Linked DNA regions of Gossypium hirsutum: all the other regions are linked to region 2. A link is a contact called in public Hi-C data. All regions are on one chromosome and are shown on one strand. Each heading gives the region's core, a stretch centred on a gene start, on an enhancer-like site or on the middle of the called end of the contact. The rest is flanking DNA. Distances are from core to core; before and after follow the strand shown. Region 1 has its middle 62 kb from the start of LOC121214382. Region 2 holds the start of LOC107921152 (delta(12)-fatty-acid desaturase FAD2-like). Region 3 holds the start of LOC107922413 (TBCC domain-containing protein 1).

Region 1 (2,700 bases), core at 113-2,612, 150 kb after region 2:
TAACCTCAATGTTGTTTACTCAAAAATAAATTAAATTCTTAAATTACTTGAAAAAGAAAAAGAAAAAGAAATACTTAACCTAAAACTATTGTACTTTTGAAATATAATGGATAATATATCAAAATTCTCCCTACCATTGGCCATCGGTTCGTACTGATTGTGAGTGTCGGCATTACCCATAGGTTTTGGATTTAAGGATTGACCATGATTTGACACAAAAGAGAAAAAGAATTATACCAATTATAAAATTGGAAAAAGATTGTCTTTCATCTTTGGATCCTTATTCTTCCTTTTAATATGATTCGATTAAATTTGAAATTCTTACCTCCAACAAATAATGGGTCCATCAAAATAAATAAGCAATAAAAAATAGGAACCATTCTTTTTCTTCCCTTTCATATATTCTAAAGATTTTACAATAGAAAAATGATTAACGTTTAGATCCAATACTTACAATTACCATGTCTTTTGCCTTTAGACCCTAAATAGAAATTCTCTTTAACAATTAAAATAAAAAAAAAGTCACTCTCAACGATAAGAAATTAATTACTAGTTGTCTTTTTGTCCCTTCAAGCATTGTTGTACTTTTCTGGACATCGAAATTTTCGGGTTAAGAAATAGTAAATACTTCTCTCATATAAAATAATTTTAAAATTCTTGATTAATATTTATTTTTTAATGAATTTATAAAACGCAATAAAAAATCATTAGTTAACAAAAACATCACGTACTTTTATAAATTATAAATTAATTTTTATTAAGTATATATATATAAAGAAAACAAGAAATTAAATTCCAGAAAAAAATTACAACCTCTTTATTCAGCTTCCCCAAATTTCATCAAGCAATAAGTAAAAAGTGAAGCTTCACCTCACCCAAATCTGGAAAGGATGAAAATAAAACAAAAACAAATTTAGGGAGAGACATTGGAAATTACAGTTTGCCATTGTCAGTGCACAAAATCTGTTGCAGGATTTTTTAAACAGTGTCTCTTCACATCTTTTGATTATACTAAACTAATACAATTAACTGTCAATTTTTGGCCGTCACATCATTCTCTCATCTAATACTCCTATAATATCCCATTATTAAAGTATTTTAAAACAATAATAGTAGTTATTTGTAAATAAAAGGTTAATAGATTTTTTTTTGTTTTTCATTATTTTTACTCTAAAAGTAAAAGATTATGATAACGTAGTAATTATAGAATTTATTGCTAATTTATTCAAATATGTATACAGTCATTTCTACAAAATAATGCCTTTCTTTCCTTCTCTTTCTTTCGAAAAGAGTAAAGGCCACTGTCAAATTCCATTTTCTTTTTAAATTATAATTTTATTTCACTTTTTTAAGTGACAGAGAGACTGAGAATAGAGTAGACTGTCCTTGCTGGCATGGGGTCAGTTTCAGTGTCAGGTGCCTAACTTTTAGCTTGAAATCCATTTACTAACATTTTGGTTTATTTTGTTTGGGTGTTTGTATATTGAGATAAGAAAAAAGAGTTTTTGTTTATCATTATTATTCATGACCCACGAAAATAAAGAAAAAGACCCCATGAACGGGCTGTAGGCAGGCAGAGCTCATGGAAATGGGTTCGGGCTCTTTGACAGACTCAGGTGGTTCTTCCTCCAACTCCTCCACTGAGTCACTCAACGGCTTGAAATTTGGTCAAAAAATCTATTTTGAGGATACATCAGCTGGTGGCACCGGTGGTGGTACAACCATGGGGACTCCACCCAAGTCGGGTATCGGGTCTTCAAGCTCATCCGGGTCGGGTAAGAAGGCCAGGGGTGGAGTAGTGCAAGGTGGTCAGCCTCCAAGATGTCAAGTAGAAGGTTGTAAAGTGGATCTGACTGATGCAAAAGCTTACTATTCAAGGCATAAGGTTTGTGGTATGCACTCGAAGGCAGCTAAAGTCATTGTTGCTGGTCTTGAGCAAAGATTTTGCCAGCAATGTAGCAGGTCTGCCTCCTCCATTTTGCTCCTTCCTTTTTCTTCCAATAGACTCCATTTTGTTAATTGTTATGAAAAGGGTCTGATTGTGGGGTCTTAGTACTTTGTGCTTGATGTTTTTGGTCCTTTGTGTTTGGATTTGCATGATGGAGTCTATTCTAGTGAAGGGTATGGAGATTATAGCAGTGTAATATTTGGTTACTTATTTGGCTTTTGGCAACCTGTTTAGATTTTGCCACAATGTTGGATGGTCTGTTATTTAGGGACATTTGGGAAGCTATTTAGTTGGAACTTGGTTCCATTTTGACATTGATCACTTCCTTTTGTGGTAATGAAGAGCATAGATTAGAATTTCTGGGATTATTGTGTGCTAATATGTCGTCAGGTTATTAGTAGTTTAGGCATTGTATAAAATCGATGACCGATTTTAGAAATAGCAACCTACATTCACAGTTAAAATTAATTACTTCGAAACTGTTTAATTGTCTGATTCATTATGCTGGAAAAAGGTGTTCCTTGCATACTTGTTAGCGAAAAGAAGAATTATCCTTGGTTACATGCCCGACTGTTTCTCGTTCTTGTTGGGTTTGATTTTCCTTTGTGGTAGGTCTATGTCGGATTTGATTTCCTTTGTGGTAGCATCTATCCAGATTTCATCAGCTTCCCGAATTTGACCAAAGGAAACGGAGTTGCCGTAGACGGTTAGCAGGTCACAATGAGCGACGGAGGAAACCACCACCGGGATCA
Region 2 (2,700 bases), core at 95-2,594:
AAGAAATAGTGATTAGAATGTTGGTATGTATATTTGTTTTGACATGTAACTTATATTATATTTATACATATTTAAAACTAAAAATAACAAGCACAGTCTATGATTGCACCCTGAGGAGCAGGCACATACCCATAACGACACGGCATTTTAGAAAAGCATGTGTTAAATCACGGGATGCAATCACCGTGACCAAAACCAAACCGTCCGTCTAAATTATCAAATCACAGCGCTGCCACGGATCACTTCTTACCCAAGTAGTGGTGGGTTTATTCATAATTTTTAATAGAAAAATCGTTCACGAGTCGATTTATAGACTTGTAGTTTAAAGTTAAAAGTGTTAAACAACAAAAAGAATCAGCTGATATTGTTCATCGGTATCCGGCAAGTGGCAAATATAATTAAATCAAGTTGAAAACTACAGACGAAAATTCCAGAAAAAAGACTGCCAAAAAATTACAATGAAGATAAAGACAATAACATGTTTTTTATTTTTTTTTAAATAAATCGTCTTGTCCATTTTTTTATAACCGGATTCGCATAATATTCTTTTTAATAGAATTTTTGGATTTCATCATCGGAATCAGTAGGATATGCCTTTGATGATGCATATTTGATACCTTTGTAAAAAATTGATCCGTGTACTTAAATAAATAGAATCTTCTTAATATGCTTATATAGAAAAAAAAATCAATTTGTGTAAAACTAATTAAATATGAAATTAAGCAAAAAGAAAACACTCACTTACCTCCAAAAAAAAAACACGTTCATATCTGAATGAAAGAATAAATCAGCTACTACTCAAGTTATAACTCGTTCTTTCAATCAACAATAACTAATATATCATTAACCAAAATTTTAGAAGACAAGTTTCGTTATTCTTTACTATTAATAGATTTCATAATTTCTAATAAAAAAATAAGCGAAAGTAAAAGGTTGAGTTTATGAATGAAAAATAAAGTTAAAAAAAAAACAGAAAAGGAGATGGAAAACAAGTTAAAGATCTGTGGTTTAATAACGGCATTGATCAATGAAAAGCACACTAGATCCAAATATTGAGGTGTTCCGATCCGGACTCAAGAGAGACGGAAAATCAAATAAATCTTAACTAAAACTTCAAAATGTAAGCTCAAATAAACAAAAAGAACACAAAAAATCAATCACTTTCGAAATAAATCTAACCATCAAAACAACAAATGAAAAAGATCAGCAAAATATAAAATAGAAACAATAATTAAATGGCTAGGTAATGAAAAAAAATACCTTAAAATGGAGATTGAAAATCACTCTATTATCTTCGTGGCTTCCTCGCTGTCTCTTTAAGATGAAAGAAATGACTTTTTTTCTTTTTTCGCGTGGCTTTTAAAAATAGACGGCCGAAGTGAAGAGCGAAGGCCTTTATTTAAGCTTTGGCTTTCCCTCCTTGAAATGTGGGGGGTCCCAGTATCTGCATTTTCCCATACAAATGCCGTTTGGATTTTCTACCTTATACGTCTCCACGTCAGAATGGCAGTACCGTAGCGTAGGAGATATTTGTGATTTCAATTTTACCCATGGGAAAAAAAATTCTTTTTGGAATCACGTGACCAAGGGACATCCCCTGGACTGTATAGGGCCGTGTTAGGGATTATATTTTAACCGAATTAGTCTATTGGAATCACGTGACCAAGGGACTATCCGTATACTGTGTGCTATGAGAGGCCGCCGAATTTAGCAGCCTCATGAGCCACGAAAAGTTTAGGCGAGTAGAATTGGATAAATTTTGATTTTATTAATATTATTTGATTTGGTTAAATTCAATTTTGATTTATGCGGATTTGTATATTTCAGATTCACTACAAGTTTTTTCTTTATTATAATTTATAAATTTTTAATATCATTTGTGTTGCATATGATTAATATAGTAATGTTGTTTAGATGGTTGTTAATATGTTATCAATTTTGTGGATTTGGTTTGTTTTTCGATCAATAAAATCCTTATTTTATTGGAATTTTTTTGTTACATGATTTAAAGTTACTTAATCTTAGCTTGGTTTGTTATGCAATGAGATATCATCAGATAGCAGAATAATCAAAGAAAATATAACAAGATAGTAGAAAAGAATCTCATTTCTTTACATTATACTGAAGACTAAGACATGATATTTATACTATAACTATGAACTGATATTGTAACAGAAACCTTAATTGCTAATAGACTATAACAACTTTAACCACCAATCTGTTGCAACACTTCTTATTTTTTAACATTCTTCCATCTTGGAGTTGCTTCTAACAATTACTGACTGATCCAACTTTGTAACAACCCTAAGGCAAGATTGAAACTTAGTAAAAAAAAGGAGCAAATAAGGGTTTTGTAAACACGTCTGCCACTTGTTCCTGTGCTGGAACATGTCCCACGACCAGACTTCCAGCAGGCACCTTTTCTCTAACAAAAAATAAATCTAACTCAACATGTTTGAACTTTGGATGCAAAACTGGATTGGCAAACACAACAACAACCCCTAAGTTATCACACAACACTACTGCCTTCCTTGAAAGAGAGACATGCAACTCGGACAACAATAACTCCAGCTAGACAATCTCCGTAGTAGTATGAGCCAACACCCTGTACTCCGCTTCTGTTGTGGACCTGGACACAACCTGTTGTTTCTTGGATCCCCAAGACACGAGATTACCACTAATAAAAACACAAAACCCCGT
Region 3 (2,700 bases), core at 43-2,542, 250 kb after region 2:
CCTTTGTCATCTGGGCCAAGGCCTCATTGGCAATTGTATTTTAACTTTAATTTATTAAAATTGTTGTTTTTATATATGCATTGTTCAAGAAGTATGCATTGCACATCCTTTTTGCTTCAAAAAGCAAGCGACAAAAACATCAACCAAATGGAATTTGAAAACTTAAAAAAAATTAAAACAAAATCCTATTTTATCAAAAAATAATAATGGTAAAATGTTAAGCAAACTCACACATAATTGTTCCATATAAACATATATCACGCATTGTTGGCATCCGAAAGTTAAATTAATACTTCAAAAATATTATTGCCTTTAGTTTACTAAAAGATTTTGCATCCTATTTCCAAAACCAAACATAGCCTCAGTTATCTAAAAGATTAAATCCTCGAAGACATCTTTCCGTTAGTCAAAACATAGAATCACATTAGTTCTTTCCCAATGCCGACCAAGAGTCAACATTTCGTGAATTTTATAAGCCCACAGCATCAAATGCGTTTATTTTCCTAAAAGTAACCATCAATCTACCATAATTGTATAAAACGACATTGAAATTAAATCAATAACCACCTAAGTTCCAATAACCACAAATTCAATTAAAAAAAAACACATTTCACCAAAAAAGAAAAAAAAAGGGATAGCGAAGGGTCAGGCTCCTTACCTGCAAAGGCGAAAGGGCCGACAAGTAACCATCGAATGCTGACATGGAAGGCCAGACATCGGCAACCGCAGCGGAGTCCTTGTGCGAGCGCGGCAAAAGCCTCTTATACGATTGAATATACAAAAACAGGATCAGATCACGCAAATCGGCACCAATGGAGTCGACATCATCCGGCAGGGCGGTTACGAGCGGGTCGGATTCCGAGTGGAGGACAGAAGCGAGAGTTTCAAGGACGAGACGCGAATGGTCGAATGAGATCTGTAGCAACTCAGCGAGGGCCGCCGAGTCGACTCGTTGAGTTGAGGGGGATGCGAATTTTTGCTTTAGAGGGGTTAATGCTTGGACGGGATCGTTGAATATGAGCTTCTGGATTGTTAGGAGACCGTGCTCGAAAGGCTCGCGTCGCGGGTGTAGGATAGCGGTCGGTATTGGAATCGAATTCGGGTCGCTCGATGACGTTGATGGTTCGATGGGGTCGGCCATCGCTTTGATTTAAGATAGGCTTTTTTTGCTAATGAAAAAAATGAAATAGAAGAGTTTTGTTCTGCAGATCTTCGAGCAATGAATGATGTTGTTGAAGAGGAAGAGTGAGTGGTTGGGTGCGGTCAGGTGGGATCCGGTATGGTGGAACCGCTTACGTGGCTGGATTTACTGGGATGTAACGTTAGTAGAGGCAATCAAGTTATTTAGGTCAAATTTTATATAAAGGTCCTTCTATTATGCATTTTGTTAGATTTAGTCCTTCTATTATAATTGGATTATATCTAATCTCTTTGGTTTTTTTTTTTTAAATATGTATTTTCAATCCTGATATATTTTTTCCATTAATTATGTCAAAAAATTTGATATGGTTTTTCAAACATGCGGTAATGTAGCCTTAGTATTTTTATATAGTTCAATAAACATGCGGGTAAATTTTATTTTAATCACTTAATTAAAAAAATTATAATTTGGTTACTAAATTATTTAAAAGTTTTTATTTAAGTCATTGGGCTGTTAAAATTGATGCTATATAACTTTTTTTATTCGTACTGAACCAATTAAAAGCTCTCTTTTTTATCTTCTATAGTTCAGTTTTTTTATGAAATAGCTCTAGACATCACGAATTGTGAATCAAAATTCAAACTATTCTTCTTCTCGCCAATGAGTGTTGATCCAACATACCAATTGTCAAATTATTACTTGGAGCTCAAACTTTTTAAAAAAATTAACATAATTGCCAAATAACTTAAATAAAAACTTTTTAATAGTTTAATGACTTAAATGAAAATTTTTGAATAATTCAATGATCAAAATATAATTTTTTTAATTAAGTGACAAAAAAACTTATCCATAATTTAATGACTATTGGTGCAATTTGCCCTGAAATTTATACATAGTTTCCTCTTTTTATAAATTATGCCAAATTATTTAAAGAAATTGATGAAAAAAATTAGTCTAAAAACCATAAATGTACATATTAAAAAATAAAAAAATGATTAATTCTAGTGGAAGGATTAAATAAATGATCGTATAGTACAAAGACCATACATATAGTCTGACCAATTACTTACACTTGTTATACCCCTGCCTAGGTACCTCCTACGGCTCTCATGCATGTACATCCTGCACGATGTAAAGAGTTTCCTCGCGATGCGACAACCATCATATTAAATCTAATTCCATTACCATTCTTTCTTTCTTTTTTTGTTGAAATTCCATTACTATTCTTAAATACTCAAGTTCACCAATTATGAAGTTGGTCACGACAAGATATATCTAAATTATATATTAACTTATATCTAAATTAGACTCTATACTAATAAGACAATCATGCAATAAGAGGCATATTCAAGCTTTTTTCACTTATAAATACTTCTTTTTTTGAAGTCAAAGCTACAAGACAGAATTTGCAACCTAAATTTTACTCAAATATCACCTCAATCCCTTTAAAACCCTCATCATTAGTGGTTCTTCACACCACCTACAATCTTGATTGTGCGTCAAACTGATATATTTATTTGTTTTATTTTAATATTTTTTTAGACACGATGCTACTAATT

Evidence for each region. A called contact is a pair of places that touch in the nucleus more often than the background predicts.
Region 1: a Hi-C map of leaf shows a contact between it and region 2, with 2.2 times the contacts expected there. The contact joins the enhancer-like site here to the promoter of LOC107921152 in region 2. A contact is called at or near these places in 9 of 34 Hi-C or Micro-C datasets (anther, callus, fibers and 1 more).
Region 3: a contact with region 2 is called in a Hi-C map of leaf, with 1.6 times the contacts expected there. The contact joins the promoter of LOC107922413 here to the promoter of LOC107921152 in region 2. A contact is called at or near these places in 12 of 34 Hi-C or Micro-C datasets (anther, callus, fibers and 3 more).

The regions. Positions count from the first base shown.
Region 1 is chrD01:31,989,884-31,992,583 of Gossypium_hirsutum_v2.1, forward strand. It overlaps the pseudogene LOC107922550. Among protein-coding and RNA genes, the nearest start is that of LOC121214382, 62 kb to the right of the region's middle. Within about 2 kb of position 1,363, at least 7 of the 9 cell types and tissues checked have an H3K27ac peak or open chromatin away from gene starts, as enhancers often do. A contact at or near this core is called in fibers and leaf, where this site is marked.
Region 2 is chrD01:31,837,002-31,839,701 of Gossypium_hirsutum_v2.1, forward strand. LOC107921152 (delta(12)-fatty-acid desaturase FAD2-like) reads right to left here and starts at 1,345. Exons shown (of 2, transcript NM_001327186.1): 1 at 1,261-1,345.
Region 3 is chrD01:32,083,093-32,085,792 of Gossypium_hirsutum_v2.1, forward strand. It overlaps LOC107922413 (TBCC domain-containing protein 1), which reads right to left and starts at 1,293. Exons shown (of 9, transcript XM_016852443.2): 1 at 659-1,293. The coding sequence starts at 1,141.